2 separate regions of the Mus musculus genome follow, and region 2 is linked to region 1. The links are chromatin contacts, called in public promoter capture Hi-C maps. All regions are on one chromosome and are shown on one strand. The core of a region is the stretch at or near the end of the contact, and the rest is flanking DNA. Distances in the headings are between cores, read along the strand shown. Region 1 holds the start of Pxn (paxillin). Region 2 holds the start of Dynll1 (dynein light chain LC8-type 1).

Evidence for each region. Capture Hi-C pulls out chosen DNA fragments and counts their contacts.
Region 2: a contact with region 1 is called in a promoter capture Hi-C map of liver. The contact joins the promoter of Dynll1 here to the promoter of Pxn in region 1. A contact is called at or near these places in 7 of 39 promoter capture datasets (the 3T3-L1 cell line, 3T3-L1-derived adipocytes, cranial neural crest and 3 more), 1 of 484 Hi-C or Micro-C datasets (B cells), 11 of 115 datasets of contacts at active chromatin or transcription factors (effector CD8 T cells, embryonic forebrain, embryonic midbrain and 6 more) and 3 of 9 other capture datasets (adipose tissue, liver and pancreatic islet).

Annotation. Positions count from the first base shown.
Region 1 is chr5:115,502,140-115,509,336 of GRCm38.p6, forward strand. It overlaps Pxn (paxillin), which reads left to right and starts at 4,537. Exons shown (of 12, transcript NM_133915.3): 1 at 4,537-4,729. The coding sequence starts at 4,717.
Region 2 is chr5:115,296,505-115,303,834 of GRCm38.p6, forward strand. It overlaps Dynll1 (dynein light chain LC8-type 1), which reads right to left and starts at 4,486. Exons shown (of 3, transcript NM_019682.4): 1 at 4,328-4,486; 2 at 4,009-4,146; 3 at 606-2,329. The coding sequence starts at 4,140. The coding sequence ends at 2,192. Gm13830 (predicted gene 13830) reads left to right here and starts at 4,616. Exons shown (of 2, transcript NR_131932.1): 1 at 4,616-4,729. It overlaps Coq5 (coenzyme Q5 methyltransferase), which reads left to right. Exons shown (of 7, transcript NM_026504.2): 7 at 1-468.

The sequences.
Region 1 (7,197 bases), core at 3,287-5,786:
GGACAGCCATAGAGAAACCCTGTCTCAGAAACAAATGTAACTCTAGGGGCTGGATGGAGCAATGATTCATTAATTGGGATCTTGCAGAGAACCCACCTTTGGTTTCAAATACCCATATTGGACACCACTGCTTGTAACTCCAGCTCCTGGGGGTGGGGGGTTGGATCTGACACCTATGGTCTCTTCAGGCACTGGAACACACATGATCAGATCCACATGCAAACATGTATATGTACATATAGTTAAAAATAATAAAAATAAGCAGGGTGGTGGTGGCTCACGCTTTTAATCCCAGCGTTTGGGAGGCAGAGGCAGGTGGATTTCTGAGTTTCAGGCCAGCCTGGTCTACAGAGTGAGTTCCAGGACAGCCAGAGCTACACAGAGAAACCCTGTCTCAAAAAAAAAAAAAAAAAAAAAAATCTTTAAACCAGGTGCTGTGTCCAAAGCCTTCAATCTGAGCATATGGGAGGGAGAAACAGGCAGCTCTCTTGTGAGTTCAAGGCCAGCCCCCCTCAGTCTACACAGGGACTTCAGGCCAGCCAGGGACACATAGTGAGACTTGATTTAAAAAAAAAAAATCTTAGGCAGTGGGAGTGCACATCTTTAATCCCAGCACTTGAGAGACAGAGGCAGATAGATCTCTGTGAATTCGAAATCAGCCTGGTCCACAGAGTGAGTTCCAGGACAGCCAGGGTTTCACAGAGAAACCCTGTCTCAAAGAAACAAACAAGCCCAAACAAAACAAAACAAAAATAAATAAACAAATAAGAGCTATGGCGCTGGCTTCTGGCTGGAAGCATCCAGTTTAATTTGGAGGTTAATGAATTACTTGTCTGGGCAGGAGGATGGTAGAATAGTTAGAGAGAAAAAACAGGAAAAAAAGTAGAGGTCGAAATGGCGGAGCGATAGAGGCTACATTGACCTGACAGGAGGGGAGGAGGAAGAGGGTTTAGGGACTGTAGTGTGCCTGGCAAACACATGTCCCCCCGCTCTGATATGGCTGAGGATGGAGTGTTGGAGGTGACTCATCTTTCCTCCTAGGGCCACATCATCTCTTTAAGGATCTGGCTGGGGCATTGAATTTATGATCTTGGGCATGTGACTGCAAGCATAGGTATACCATCGAGCCACTCCCAAGCCCCGTATGTTTAACTTCTGACGCAGCACTTCCGCTTGCAGAAATCAATGACCCTCAGGAAGGATGTGCGCCAAGGTTTAGCTACAGGGGAGGTCTCCTCAGCATCGTTAGTTAATTACGTTAATTACGGGGACAGCGTGGAGAGAATTCCATTTCACTAAGGCGTTGGTTAAGTAAATGCTGGCTGGGGTGCATCACTCAGCACTGTTATGGGTTAAGTAAATGCGGGTAAGACGAGCCACAGCAGGGGTCCTCAACCTTCCTGAAGAAGCTGCCTCTAACACAGTTCCTCATGCTGTGGTGACCCCCGTCCCCCGCCATACAATCATTTTCGATGCTACTCTATAACTGTAATTTTGCTACTGTTATGAATTGTAAGATAAATAACTCTTTTTCCAATGGTCTTAGGAGACCCGTGTGAAAGAGTCCTTTGATGCCCCAAAGGGATCAAGATCCACAGGTTGAGCACTGTGGATCTAGAAACTGGAGATAGCGGGGCTGGGGGGCTGGGGGACTGGGGAGCTGGGGGGGTAGCTTAGTCAGTTTAGTGTTTGCCCAGCATTTATGAAACTGGGTTCTGTCCTCAGTACTGACAGAACCAGACATGGTGGGCCACACCTGAGATCCTAGCACTCTTGCAAGAGGATCAGAAAGTCCAAGGCCATCTTTGGCCTTTGTTTTAAGGCTGTCCTGGGATACATGAGACCCAAAACAAAGCGAAACAATAACAATATCACAAACGCCTATTAGTCACATTATTGGACTTCAAATAGTTTTAATTTTGTCTCTTAGTTTATCTGTATTTTTTTGTAAAGATTTATTATACATAAGAACACTGTAGCTGTCTTCAGAGGCACCACAAGAGAGCATCAGATCTCATTACAGATGGTTATGAGCCACCACGTGGTTGCTGGGATTTGAACTCAGGACCTTCAGAAGAGCAGTCAGTGCTCTTAACTGCTGAGCCATCTCTCCAGCCTCTCTTCTTTATTTTTATTTTACAAATCACTTGTCTTAGTTACCTTTTCAATTGCTGTGACAAAACACCACAAGCCAGGCTGTGTTAATAGAGCAGTTCATTGGAAGCTTGCTGTTCCCAAGGGCAATGCCCATGATCACCAAGTGGGGGGAGTCAGGCAGCAGGCAGTCGGGCCTGGCGCGGGAGCCGTAAACTAAAAGTTTAGGTCTTGATCTATGAAAAGGAAGCAGACAGAGAGTGGGAATGGAGTGGCGCTTTTGAAACTTCAAAGCTTGCTTCCTAGTGACACACCTCCTCCAGCAAAGACCACACCTCCCAGTCCTTCCCAAACAGATCCACAGGCTGGGGAACCGAGTGTTCAAATATATGAGCCTGTGGGGCCAATCTCATTCAAACCACCACAGTGTACACTTTCTACTATTAGGGATGGGAGTACTGCAGACTAAATCCAGGGCTTCAGGCACTTTAAGCAGGTGCTTTGTCACTGAGACAAAAAACATTTTTTTTTCTTCTTTTGGTTTTCAAGACAGGGTTTTTCTGTATAGCCCTGCCTGTCTGGGAACTCACTCTGTAGACCAGGCTGGCCTTGAACTCAGAAATCCACCTCCCTCTGCCTCCCAAATGCTGGGATTAAAGGGATGCACTACCACTGCCCGGCTGTTGTGTTGTTTTTTGAGACGGGTTTTTCTATTACGTAATTCTGGTTGTCCTGGAACTCACAGAGATCTACCTGCTTCTACCTCCTGGGTGCTAGAATTAAATGTATGTGCCACCATGCCTGGCCAACAGTTTACATTTTTATTTGTCAATGATTTTAGATAGAGTCTTATATAGCCCAGGGTAGTTTCATAATCAATATTTAGCTAAGGATGGCCTTGAATTTCTTATTCTCCTGCTTCCACTTCCTAAGGGTGGGGATTTAAGTCCTATGTTACTTGTTGGGCTGGTCTTGAAGTATGTATGTATGTATGTATGTATGTTTTGAGACAGGGTCTTATGTAGCCCTGGCTGGCTTTGAACTGAACTGACTGTGTGGTGTTAAGGACAACTTTGAACTCCTGATAAACTTGCCTCTGCCTACTAAATTCTGGGATTATAGTCTTGTGCCACCACACTCAGTTTGTGTGTGTGTGTGTGTGTGTATTTATTTTTAAAAGTTTTCAAAAAATTTAAAATTTGAGACAGGTCTTCCTATAAATTGCCCAGTTTAGTCCTTACTCTTTCTCTAGTCCAGTGTAATCTTGAATTTGAAGACCTGCCTGCATCTCCCAACTAGCTGAGATTATAGTCCTGAGCTACTACACCAGGCTTTTATCATCCAGTTTCTGAGTCCCCTGGGCAAATCTGCCAGGATCCGGGAATGAAGTTTTGGTAGTTTTTGCTTTGCTGTAATGTGGGGTAAATCTACCTTGTGCAGAATTTTGGCAGTCTCTAGGAAGGGGGAAGCAGGGAAAGGGGTAAAATGAAAGGTTTCATAAGCTCTAAAGTACTGGATCTGGGGCCAGAGTTGGTCGCAGCCACTGCTGATGTTACCAGTCAGGACAAAGGTCTCAGGTTCCAGCCTGGCTGGAGGTACAAAGAGACCCTGTTTCTCCGGGCAGTGGTGGTGCATGCCTTTAATCCCAGCACTCAGGAGGCAGAGGCAGGCGGATTTCTGAGGCCAGCCTGGTCTATAGAGTGAATTCCAGGACAGCCAGGGCTACACAGAGAAACCCTGTCTCGAAAAACCAAAGAGAGGGCTGGTGAGATGGCTCAGTGGGTAAGAGCACCCGACTGCTCTTCCGAAGGTCCAGAGTTCAAATCCCAGTAACCACATGGTGGCTCGCAACCATCTGTAACGAGATATGACGCCCTCTTCTGAAGACAGCTACAGTGTACTTACATGTAATAAATAAATAAATCTTTAAAAAAAAAAACCATGAATTGTTTCAACATTAATTCAAATGAATACTTTAAAAAAAAAAAAAAAGAAAAACCAAAGAGAGAGACAGAGAGAGAGAGAGAGACAGAGAGAGAGAGACCCTGAGAGAGAGAGACAGAGAGACAGAGAGAGAGAGAGAGACCCTGTTTCACAAAAACTACATCTGGGATATTATTCTGGGATGACTAGCACTGCCATCAGTCCAAAGGCTCCAGGCAAGCCGATTTAATCCTCCTGGGAGGTGACCTACAGGGACAGGTGGACAAATCCGACTCTCTTGAGTGACAAATCTGCCACCGACTCTCTTGAGTGACTAGTCTGCCAGAAGGTCGGGTCAGACTGAACGCAGAGGTTCATGGCCTATAGACGCCACCAGCCTGTCCAGCCGCCAGGGGGCGCCACGACCACGCCCAGCTTTCGCCCCCTGCGGGATTGGGCGTGCTGGGGGGGTGGGGGGTCGGAGGCGGGGCGTGGCCAGCGTGCACGCGGGGGCGGGGCTATCCTGTCGCGGGCGCGCGCGCCGGCGGCGGCGGCGGTGGTGGAGGAGGAGGCAGCGCGGCAGCGGGTTCCGTTCCGGGCCGAGGCTGGACGCGGAAAAGTTGCGGGGCGGCGAGGAGCAGCCCGGAGACGGGCAGCGAGGGCGACATCGAGCCGGGGACTGGCGTCTGAGGACCAGCCATGGACGACCTCGGTGAGTGCGGGAGACGGAGGGCGGAGCGGCCGGGGCCCGGCGGCCGCCGATCCCACCCTAGCGCCCGGCTGGGCTGCGGTGCCTACGGCCCGGGGCTGTGCTGGCCGCTCTTCGCTGCGGCGCCTGAGGACCTCGATCCCGTACTGGGTGTTCAGGGACCCACCTCTGGGAGAGGCGCCCCGCTCCCGGGGCAGACCTCCTTGGCTTGCAGGAGACCCTCACTTGGCTTCCCCACCCCCACCTCAGAGCGTCTGCCTATGGGACTCGGTCTCAGAGGCTGTTTCTTCTATGACCCCCCTCTGTTCCCTCCAGGCCACCTTCCACTTTGCACACTGCCCCCAGACCCCCCACCCCGTTTCAGGGATATAGCCCCTTTCGAGAGAGCCCACCCATTTCCTATCACAGCCCACAGAAAAGCTTGTGAGGACCACACCCCCATTCTAATGACAAGTGTCCCCGGGGGTACTGCATATACACCCCCCCCCAACCCCCACCACACACCGTTTCAAGTCTGGTCACCCTGTATTACAAGATCAAGTTTAAACTTAGAAAGGCAAGTTTGGGGGGGTGGTGGCTTATGACTCCCGCCTCTCACCCACCGTTCCCAGACCCTGGTGACATGCCAGAGGAATGAGAAGGGGAATGGGCCGCAGGCTACGGCCATCTCTGAACGTGTCCTGGCTGGCAAGGTCCCCCACCCCCAGCATCAGAGCTGCTGGAAACCCCACAGGTAAAGAGGACAGGACACCCAGAACAGAGTTTTAACTGTCCTCGTGTTATTGGAGCCCAGAGGCCATTCTTTTCAGCCCACACTTGGTCTGCTGTTAGGACAGAGGAAAGGAAAGACTCTCCTGGAAGTGGATTTTAAACCCAAGGGGGTTGATTCAAGGCTTCTAGGAATGCCCAGTGAATCCCAGCGTGAAGGAGCCCCTGTCTTCCCCTCCCCGGAGGGCCCCTCAGCTGAGGAGGTGTGTGTGGGATAAAGTCCCTTCTCTGTAGGAGCCTTGTCTTCACTCTCTGGACTGTGGGTGGCTTGTATGACCGCTGGTGCCATCCGTGTCCCTGGCTCTGAGGAGCAGATTCACTAGATAAGACTGAGGGACCTCTCAGGCAACACAGGGTACCAAGTTAAGACTGGTCATTTTTAAAACTGGCTACAGTTTCCTTGTGGGATCAGGGAGCTGGTGTAACATCCTGGAGGCTGGGATGGTGTTGGGTCCTGCTTGGTTCACGGAGTGGGCTGTCTGCCAGGCATAGCTATGCTTTTGGGTCAGGCTTGGCACGTCCGTTCCCGATGCACTCAAGGTTGGCGTAGCTTCCAGGCAGGTATTTTTAATTTTTATTCTTCCACATAAAAATACCTGAGCTTTCGAAAGGAGGCCGGGGTGATGAGCTTTTGAGTAGGTATCTGAATGTGTAAGGGGTTCCCCCGGTGGGGACGAGGGGAATCTAGTCACAGCACCTCACAGGCTGGTTGAGGGCCCTGTTGCTTCTGGACAGTCCCCGTGCTGTTTGAAGGACTGAGGAAGTCTTTGTAGTGTCCGCAGAGCTCGGAATTCCCGGCTTCTGACTGTCTTCCATTTAGGGCCAGCACACTGAGTTGTCTTTGAAAGGAAAGAGTGCTTTCTGGCAGACGGGGACCGTAGGGATTGAAATGGGCTGTCTGTGGAGTTCTTACCCATGCCTGGATTTGTCCTGTCCTTTCTGTAAGATCACCCTGAGGCCATGGCCACCAACACTACCTCTATTTAACAAGAGACCAAGAGAGGCTGAGTCTCTGACCCAAGGTTGCACAGCCCAGAAACGAATGAAGTCTGTGCCTAGAAGCTGGTCCCTGGGCAGCTCCTGTATACATTCCTTCCGGGGAAGGGGGTGAGCTGGTGCTGGCAGGAGGGGTGGCAAGGGGTGGTGGCTGCCACCTGTGACTTCTGCTGCCTTCTCTAGACTCTCCAGTTGCTCCATCCGAGCTACACTGCCTCCTTAGTCTGGGCTCTCAGGGGGCCGTTCCGCCTGGCTGACCAGAGCCCAGGGCGGGGTGGGGGTAAGGATGGATGTGCAGGACTGGAGAGGAATTTGCTTCTCAGCCCAGGCGGTCAGCTGTCTGCATGGCTGCTCAGCACACTGCCCGTCAGCTGTTTTCCTAAGTTAGGATGGCTTATGACGGGCCAGCCCTCTTGTTTTTATTTGTGTCCCAAGAGAGATCTCAGCAGCGTGCACCTCCCCGTCACTTAACATGGGGCAGTCGTTTAAGGTGATCTCCTTGTGGCAAGGCCATGCGTGGGGTGCATACCTAGCCTCCATGATAACGGTGGGGTTTTTTGGGGGAGGGCTTGAGAGTAAAAATAATAAATCAATTTAAAAAGATTAATTGGAGGACTCTTCCCCTCCTCACAGTGGCCAGTGAGAGTCACCATGTGCTGTTTAATAAGTTACAAATTTATAGCTCATTGGTCAGAAAAAACAAAACA
Region 2 (7,330 bases), core at 3,236-5,735, 210 kb before region 1:
GGTGTGGTTGTTACTCTTTCCTGGAAGAGGTGACACAGATATACGCCACCCTCGGCTCCTGGCACTTACACGGTGTCTTACAACTCTCTGTAACTCTTACTAGGGAACCCAATGCCCCCACACAAACACACACACACAAACACACGCGTTGACATACATAAAAAGTTAAATAAGAATCACAAAAGTGCCATCTCAGCACTGCCACTGCTGAGCCAAGCCCGCAGAGCGAGTTCCAGGCCAGGCGGGACTGCATGTTGAGCTCATACTTCTCTAGAGAAGCTTAAAAGAAAAAAAAAATAAGACTATGCATATAGCCCAGTTCCTCCAGTTCCAAGACCAGCCAGAGCCTGATCTCATTGCCCTCCATTGTGATGTTAAGGGATTTTCTGTGTATCTTGAACCTGACACTAGGCTTTATACAAACATTTGTTTAAAAAAATATATAATAAAGTAGGGTTATCTGAAAGGTCCTCAGATGTCACTTTTTGGCCCAACACACTAGGGGTCATTTATAGATCTCACAAGCCCTCACCTCAGAACAGCAGTAAAGAGCATGAGAAAATGCTAAACCTTAGACAGTGTTGTATTTTGTTTTTGAGCCAGCATTGGGAGAAACTCCATACACCATCAAACCAATTTTATTTCTATAGCAACATGTTCTCACATCTGAACCCGAAAATACAAGTCACCAGCTCCTGACAGCAAACAAAGCCTGATCAAGTTAGACTCTCAGTGTCCAGCCACGCGGTCTCGCGTGGCACTGGGGACTGCTACTGGAGACTTAGCAATTACAGTCTGATGGCCAAAACTAGTCAGGTCACAAGGAGGAAGAGGGACTCCATTCATGCAAACAGTTTTACCTGTTCAAAATAGACAAACTTAACTGCCCTATCTGTGGTCACATGACTCCAAGTACCCCATTGTTTCTGCAGATAGTAGGAGAGGCATGTCTACTGTCACAAAACGGTAAAACAATCAGGAGGGGTGCCCATCTGCAATCCCAGTACTTGGCAGGGACAAAGGAACATTTAAGGTTGCCAGGCAGTGGTGGCGCATACCTTTAATCCCAGCACTCGGGAGGCAGAGGCAGGTGGATTTCTGAGTTCGAGGCTAGCCTGGTCTACAGAGTGAGTTCCAGGACAGCCAGGGCTACACAGAGAAACCCTGCCTCAAAACAAAAACAAAAAGGAACACTAAGGTTATCCCTAACCATGACATAGTTTGAGGCCAGGACTGGATTTCCTAAGACACTTTCACAAAGAAACAGGCTTGCAAGATGGCTTATGGAATAGACTTGCTGCTGAGTCTTAGAATCTACACAGTAGAGAATCACTGACTGCGCACACACCAACAGCAAAGTCTCACACTCCTGGTCCTGACAGAACACAATGTCTGACCAAGTTCAGCTTACAAAGCTGTCCTGAGGCTCTCCGTAAGAAGCATAGTGAAGTGTGGGCTGGCTGCCTGGGCCTCTACCTGCAGGAGTCTCCTATGCAGGCCTCTCCTTGGGTTACAGTAGCTCCAACTGACAACGGGGCAACTTGGTGACTCCGGGCCCATAGCTTTCATTAGGTCCCCAAGTGAAGCTGTGACTCACATGTACTGATGATTTCTGAGCACAGCCAGTGAAAGCAGCAGCCTAGCAAATGAACTCTTGTGGTCGGTCCGCTAATCCAGGGCCGCCTAGAACCTGCTCTACTCCTTCCTTAGCTTCCCAAGTGCTAGGCTGACAGGAACAGGGCCTCAGACCTGTGGCTAATAATCCAAATCATCTGGAAAGACAGGTGTGGCCTGCCAGACATTCCATCAAGAGAACTAAACTAATCCTACAGAACAGGAACACCTCAGACAACAGACCAAGTCACTTACCAACTGCTAAGCCTCATCAACCCTATCTTGAACAAACTAGCAGAGACATACATCTCCAACAGATTTATTTTTAAAGGAATGACCTAAGGGAGAAAAAAATGGGGGTACAGAAGTATGGACTAGAAAATAAATACAAATGTAAGCTGTTTTACTAATTTTATAACCACAGACTTGTACAGAGAATGAAGCCCTGTACACAACACAACAGATTCAAACGAGGTGTTCCCTTAGCAAGGCTGAAGATTCAGTCTCTGGTATTTGGAATTTGGATGCAGTCCTTGTTTTTGGATGGATCACTGGGTGTTTGGCACAGTCCATGCTTTTAACCAGATTTGAACAGAAGAATGGCCACCTGACCCAGGTAGAAGTAGATGAAGTGTTTGGTTTCATGTGTCACATAACTACCGAAGTTTCGGCCCACAATGCAGTGCCAGGTAGGGTTGTACTTCTTGTCAAACTCCTAGGAAGAAGAAACAGAAATTTAGTGGTACACCTGGAGGATTCACTTTCCAGAGCCTGTAGGACCAGAAAGGGCAATCCTGGCATCTGTAATTGTCTCCACACTGGGACTGAATCCAGGGCATGGGCATGCAGGCAAGCGCTCACCACAGCCCCAGCAAATTCTTAAGAGAATGTTCCCTGGCTTTAAATCATCTACCTAATGCAACGTGCTTGCAGTCTGAGGTAAACTGAGAATGGGAGCTAAGAAGATCAAAGGTAGAAGGTCATTTTCAAGGACAGTTCTGTTTCAATGAGGGCACTTCTGGACTACTTTGATTTTTTTGTTTTGTTTTGTTTTCTAAAGACAGGGTCTCTCTGTAGTCCTGACCGCACTAGAACTGGTTTGGTCTCAAAAATCAAAGAGATCTGCCTGCCTCTGCCTTCCTAGTGCTGGGGGGTTAAAAGACCCATCATCTGCACCTCACCTCTGACTCCAGCAATTCGATGGAGGTAGATGACATCAGCATTTGCAGTTCATCAGGCTCCACCACTGTATTTGCCATGCACCCCAAATCAGGAAGACAACCACCACCCCCCCCCCCAAAGACCAAAGGACAAAGTCTCAATTACCACATAAATCAAGCCAGGCTGAAAAATGCAACAGAACCTGACAGTTAAATGCCAGGACTTTATCTTTTAAAATCGCTCTCCTCCACATCTACCCAGTCTTAAAAATTAGCAAGTTAGAGAGCATCTGCTACCTGATTCTCCCATCCCATGGACATTAAAACTAGCAATGTGTTCATTTCTTCACTAGTTGGATAGAACCAGGGCCAGAGATGATGTAAAATTCTTTAGGGCTCCTACTATCTTATCGGGCAATCGGTATGAAAACCTCATTTATTAAGCAGAATGTCTCTCTTACAATCCAGACGCACATACTGCTGCATTTGTCAAAAAAAGATATTCAAGCCGGGCGTGGTCTCGCACGCCTTTAGTCCCAGCACTTGGGAGGCAGAGGCAGGCGGATTTCTGAGTTCGAGGCCAGCCTGGTCTACAAAGTGAGTTCCAGGACAGCCAGGGCTACACAGAGAAACCAAAAAAAAAAAAAAAGTATTCATTTTTGTTCCATGTGAGTCTTTCATCCTCCCGTTCTCCACTGGAACCCTCCCACGGCTTCGGCTTCCAGTTTCCTTCCAGCAAACATAGCTTGAGAAGTTGGCAGTCTTGCGCCAGCTTTCTACAAAACTGCCATTTACCAAGCCTCCACCCAAGCCCCCCAAACCACCACTGCCACCCACTTTCCCTGAACTGTCGACTAACTCCCGACTAGAAGGCTGGCAAGATCTCCTCCTAGCCCGGCTGGAAACACCCACGCAGGCAGGCGCAACCCCCCCCCCTCCCGGAACACCCAGATGGATCCTCGGCGCAGGAATTCTACAGCAGGGGGAACTGCTCGCAACTCCCTGATCTTGGAAACCGTTGCTAGGTGGCGCTTTCCCCCAAGGAGCTGGGGGTTTAAAAAAAAAAAAAAAACTTCTGGCGTTGAGGGTCTGGTCTTCCCCAGAGGAACGCGAAACCCTTGCGTCCTTTCTAGAACTATCCATCCCGAGCCGCCCTGAGTGCTACAGGGAAACTGCCAGGCGCCCAGAGGACGCAGAATCGGGGAGTAGGAACTACGCGGCGCCGGGTCCTCACCTTCTTGATATGGGCCGCAATATCCTTCTCGATGTTGTACTTCTCCAACGCCTGGGTAGCGCACTCCACCGAGTCCTGTTGCATCTCTTCCGACATGTCTGCATTTTTGATCACCGCCTTCCGGTCGCACATGGTTACCTGTGTGGTGACGAAGCGCAGGGAAGAGGGAGAGGGGTCGGGTGCGGGCCGCGCTCGCTGCCCTCCCGACCGGCGCCCCCCTTGAGGACGACGCCCCCACCCGCTTCCGAGGGGCAGCTCCCGAGGTCCGCACCGCAGGCCCGAGGTAGGGGGGACGGGGAGGACCCGAGCCCGGTCTCACCGTGGAGCAGAGGCCAGCCGGCTGCTGCGAGCTCCTAGGGAAGGTGCGGGCGCCGCTCAAGCAGCAGAAGACAGCCGGTCGCTACCGAAGCCGTGGCGCATCTAAGCTGCCCCACGCCAGCCGCCGCCGCCTAATCCCTAGGCCCCGCCCTGCGCCCGCGGCCCCGCCCCCGGCCCGCGTCGCTATTGGCCATCCGCTACCGCCAGCCTCTCCCGATTGGCTAGCGGATTCAATGGTTCCCTCAGGATCTTTCCCCCGCGTTTTGTTGCAGACCACAATGCACCGCGCACAGCGTCGGTTGCCCGGGCGATGCGCGGCACGCGTGCGGAGGCCCACACACCCTGAAGGCGGAGCCCCGGGTCGAGTGGCTGGCTCCCGGACCACCCAGCAGTCTGGAAGGAGGTGAGGGCGGGCATTTTCCTCTCGGGGGCCCCACTGAGGTTAGCGCAGGGTGTGTTCTGGAATCGCAGGTTCTAGAAGGCTGGGAGCTGCCGCCCCAGGTGCCGCCCATTTCCACCATCTCCCCCCACCCACCCGGGGTCCGCACGATTTATGGCCTTTGACAGGTGGCCTCGAGCTTAGCAAGGGTGAGCCATCGATGCAGTTGCACTCAGGGTCTCGTAGGGCTTGGTTCGAAGCTCTGCTGTCACATTCCTGAAGTTTGTAAGTAAGTGCGTGTGTCTGAGGAGGCCCTGGGCTTGAGAGGCAAGTTCTACGTTCTGCCACTGAACCCTGTTTTCTTTCTTTTTCGTTTTTTCTGCCCGTGTCCTCCCCACCCTACCTTAGCATCGTCTCCCTAAGTAGCCCCAGGATGATCTAAAGTTCGCATTTCTTCTTGGCGCCTCCCCCATGCGCCATCACACCGGGTTAAATTCCGAATTTTATAACATGACACTACATGCTTATTTCGTACTGTAGCCCCTGTGTAGCTGGTACTGCCCTAGGAGACCGTATACATACTGATAGCCTAATGATTGAAGGAGAAATTCGGGAAAGGGATCGCGTATCCAGGAGGTAGAGCCTGTCTGCCAGGCAGTGGGGACCTCAAGATCTGGAATGTGGGTGGATGCCCAGTGTGTACAGGTGAGGCTGCTTCCTCGGATAGAATGTCCATTTGGGCAAAGTTTCTTGGCTGAGGATTTATTTATACAAAGGAAGACGTATCTTAAGAAAGTGATCCTAAGATGTGTCTCCTCTGGCATTTATGACTAATCGTACCCACATAATAAATAAATAAATAAAAATAACAAAATACTGGGCTACCCCTCAGTCAGTAGAGCATTTGCTTGGTATGAGTGAGGCCAGAGGCTGCATATTTGATCCCCAGGAGGCTCCAGGAGGGAGTCAGAACACTGGAAGACAGGAACAGAAGGATCAGAAATTCAAGTCCAGCTTTGGATAGATGGCGCCAAGGCTAGCCTGGGCTACATGAGATCCTGTGTAAACTGCCCTCCCCCCCAAAAAAATAAATGAAATAAAACGAGTCAGCAGCAGTGAGTGGGTGCTTGACCTCTGCTCAGCACCGTACCACTCACAACAGCTGTGTCTGAGAGGATCTTCTTTTTCTTGCTCTCTTTAAAAAAAAAAAAAAAAAAAAAAAAAGCTGGGCGTGGTGGCACACGCCTTTAATCCCAGCACTTGGGAGGCAGAGGCAGACGGATTTCTGAGTTCGAGGCCAGCCTGGTCTACAAAGTGAGTTCCAGGACAGCCAGGGCTACACAGAGAAGCCCTGTCTTGAAAAACCAAAAAAAAAAAAAAAAAAAAAAAAAAAGTTTGTGGGTGTTTGGTTGTATGTCCCTGTGCCACATCTATGCCTGGTACTCAGGGAGGACAGGAAAGGGCATTGGGTGGTCTGGCTCTGGGATTTCAGAGAGTTGTAAACTGCCATATGGGTGATGGGAATTGAACCTGGATCCTCAGAAGAACATCTGTAACTGCTGAGCTCTCTTTCCAGCCCCAAGGGGACCCTCTGTTTTTACATTCTCGGCGAAGCTGTGCAGCTGGGGGTTACCTTGAATCCCTGATCTCCTTGCTCCCACATTTCAAGGACTGGAATTTAAGGCACAGGCCACCAAACCTAGTTTTTAAGGGGTTCAAGAACTGAGCCAGGGCCTTGTGAGTCTAGGCAAACGTTCTACCAGCAGAGCCATTTCCCCAACCCTGTCTAATCAGGTATCAGCTGTAGTGGCTCCTTCCCCTGAATTCCTTTTTGCCTCTCACCACCATGCTGTTATGTCCTAGAATACTTAGATCCCCTCCATGAAGTTTGCCTTGTGCTTTCCCCAGAGGGATTAGCTCCTGTGTTGTCCTTCCTGGTGAGTGTCCGTGGGCCCTGCCTCTCCTGTTCCCTATTCCAACTTCAGCATCCACTTCACTGTCTAGGGCTAGGGATGTAGCTCAGGGGTGGGGCCCTAGGTTTCTCCCTATGCCAAGAAAAAGAATGTACTCGGGAAATATGACTGAAAATGTAAAATGTCTAGGTCTTATGACATCCCAGCCCATCTTAGAAGATCAGGAGATTTAAAGGGGCCAGTAAGATGGTTCCAGAGTAAAAGCACTTGCGGTGCACGCTGGAGAACCTGAATGTGATCTACAGGAAGTCCATACAGGCAGAAGGAGAAAACCAACCTCACAGAGTTGTCCTCTGGCTTCCACACGTGAGACATAGCCCACACTGAAAATAAATAATAATAATGTTAGAAAACGGAAGAGGGGAAGGTAAGAAATATGCTGCCGTTTGGATGTATGTTTTGAGACAAAGGTCTAACTGTGGAGCTGCGTATGTAGAGCAGGCTGGCCCTGGACTTACAGACATCCTCCTGCCTGTGCATCCCAAGTGCTGAGGTTGAAGATGATGTACCATCACAGCCCACTTTTCTTTTTCCTTAAAGAAGGCCCTCCCTGCCGGGCAGTGGTGACGCATGCCTTTAATCCCAGCACTTGGGAGGCAGAGACAGGTGGATTTCTGAGTTCCGAGGCCAGCCTGGTCTACAGTGTGAGTTC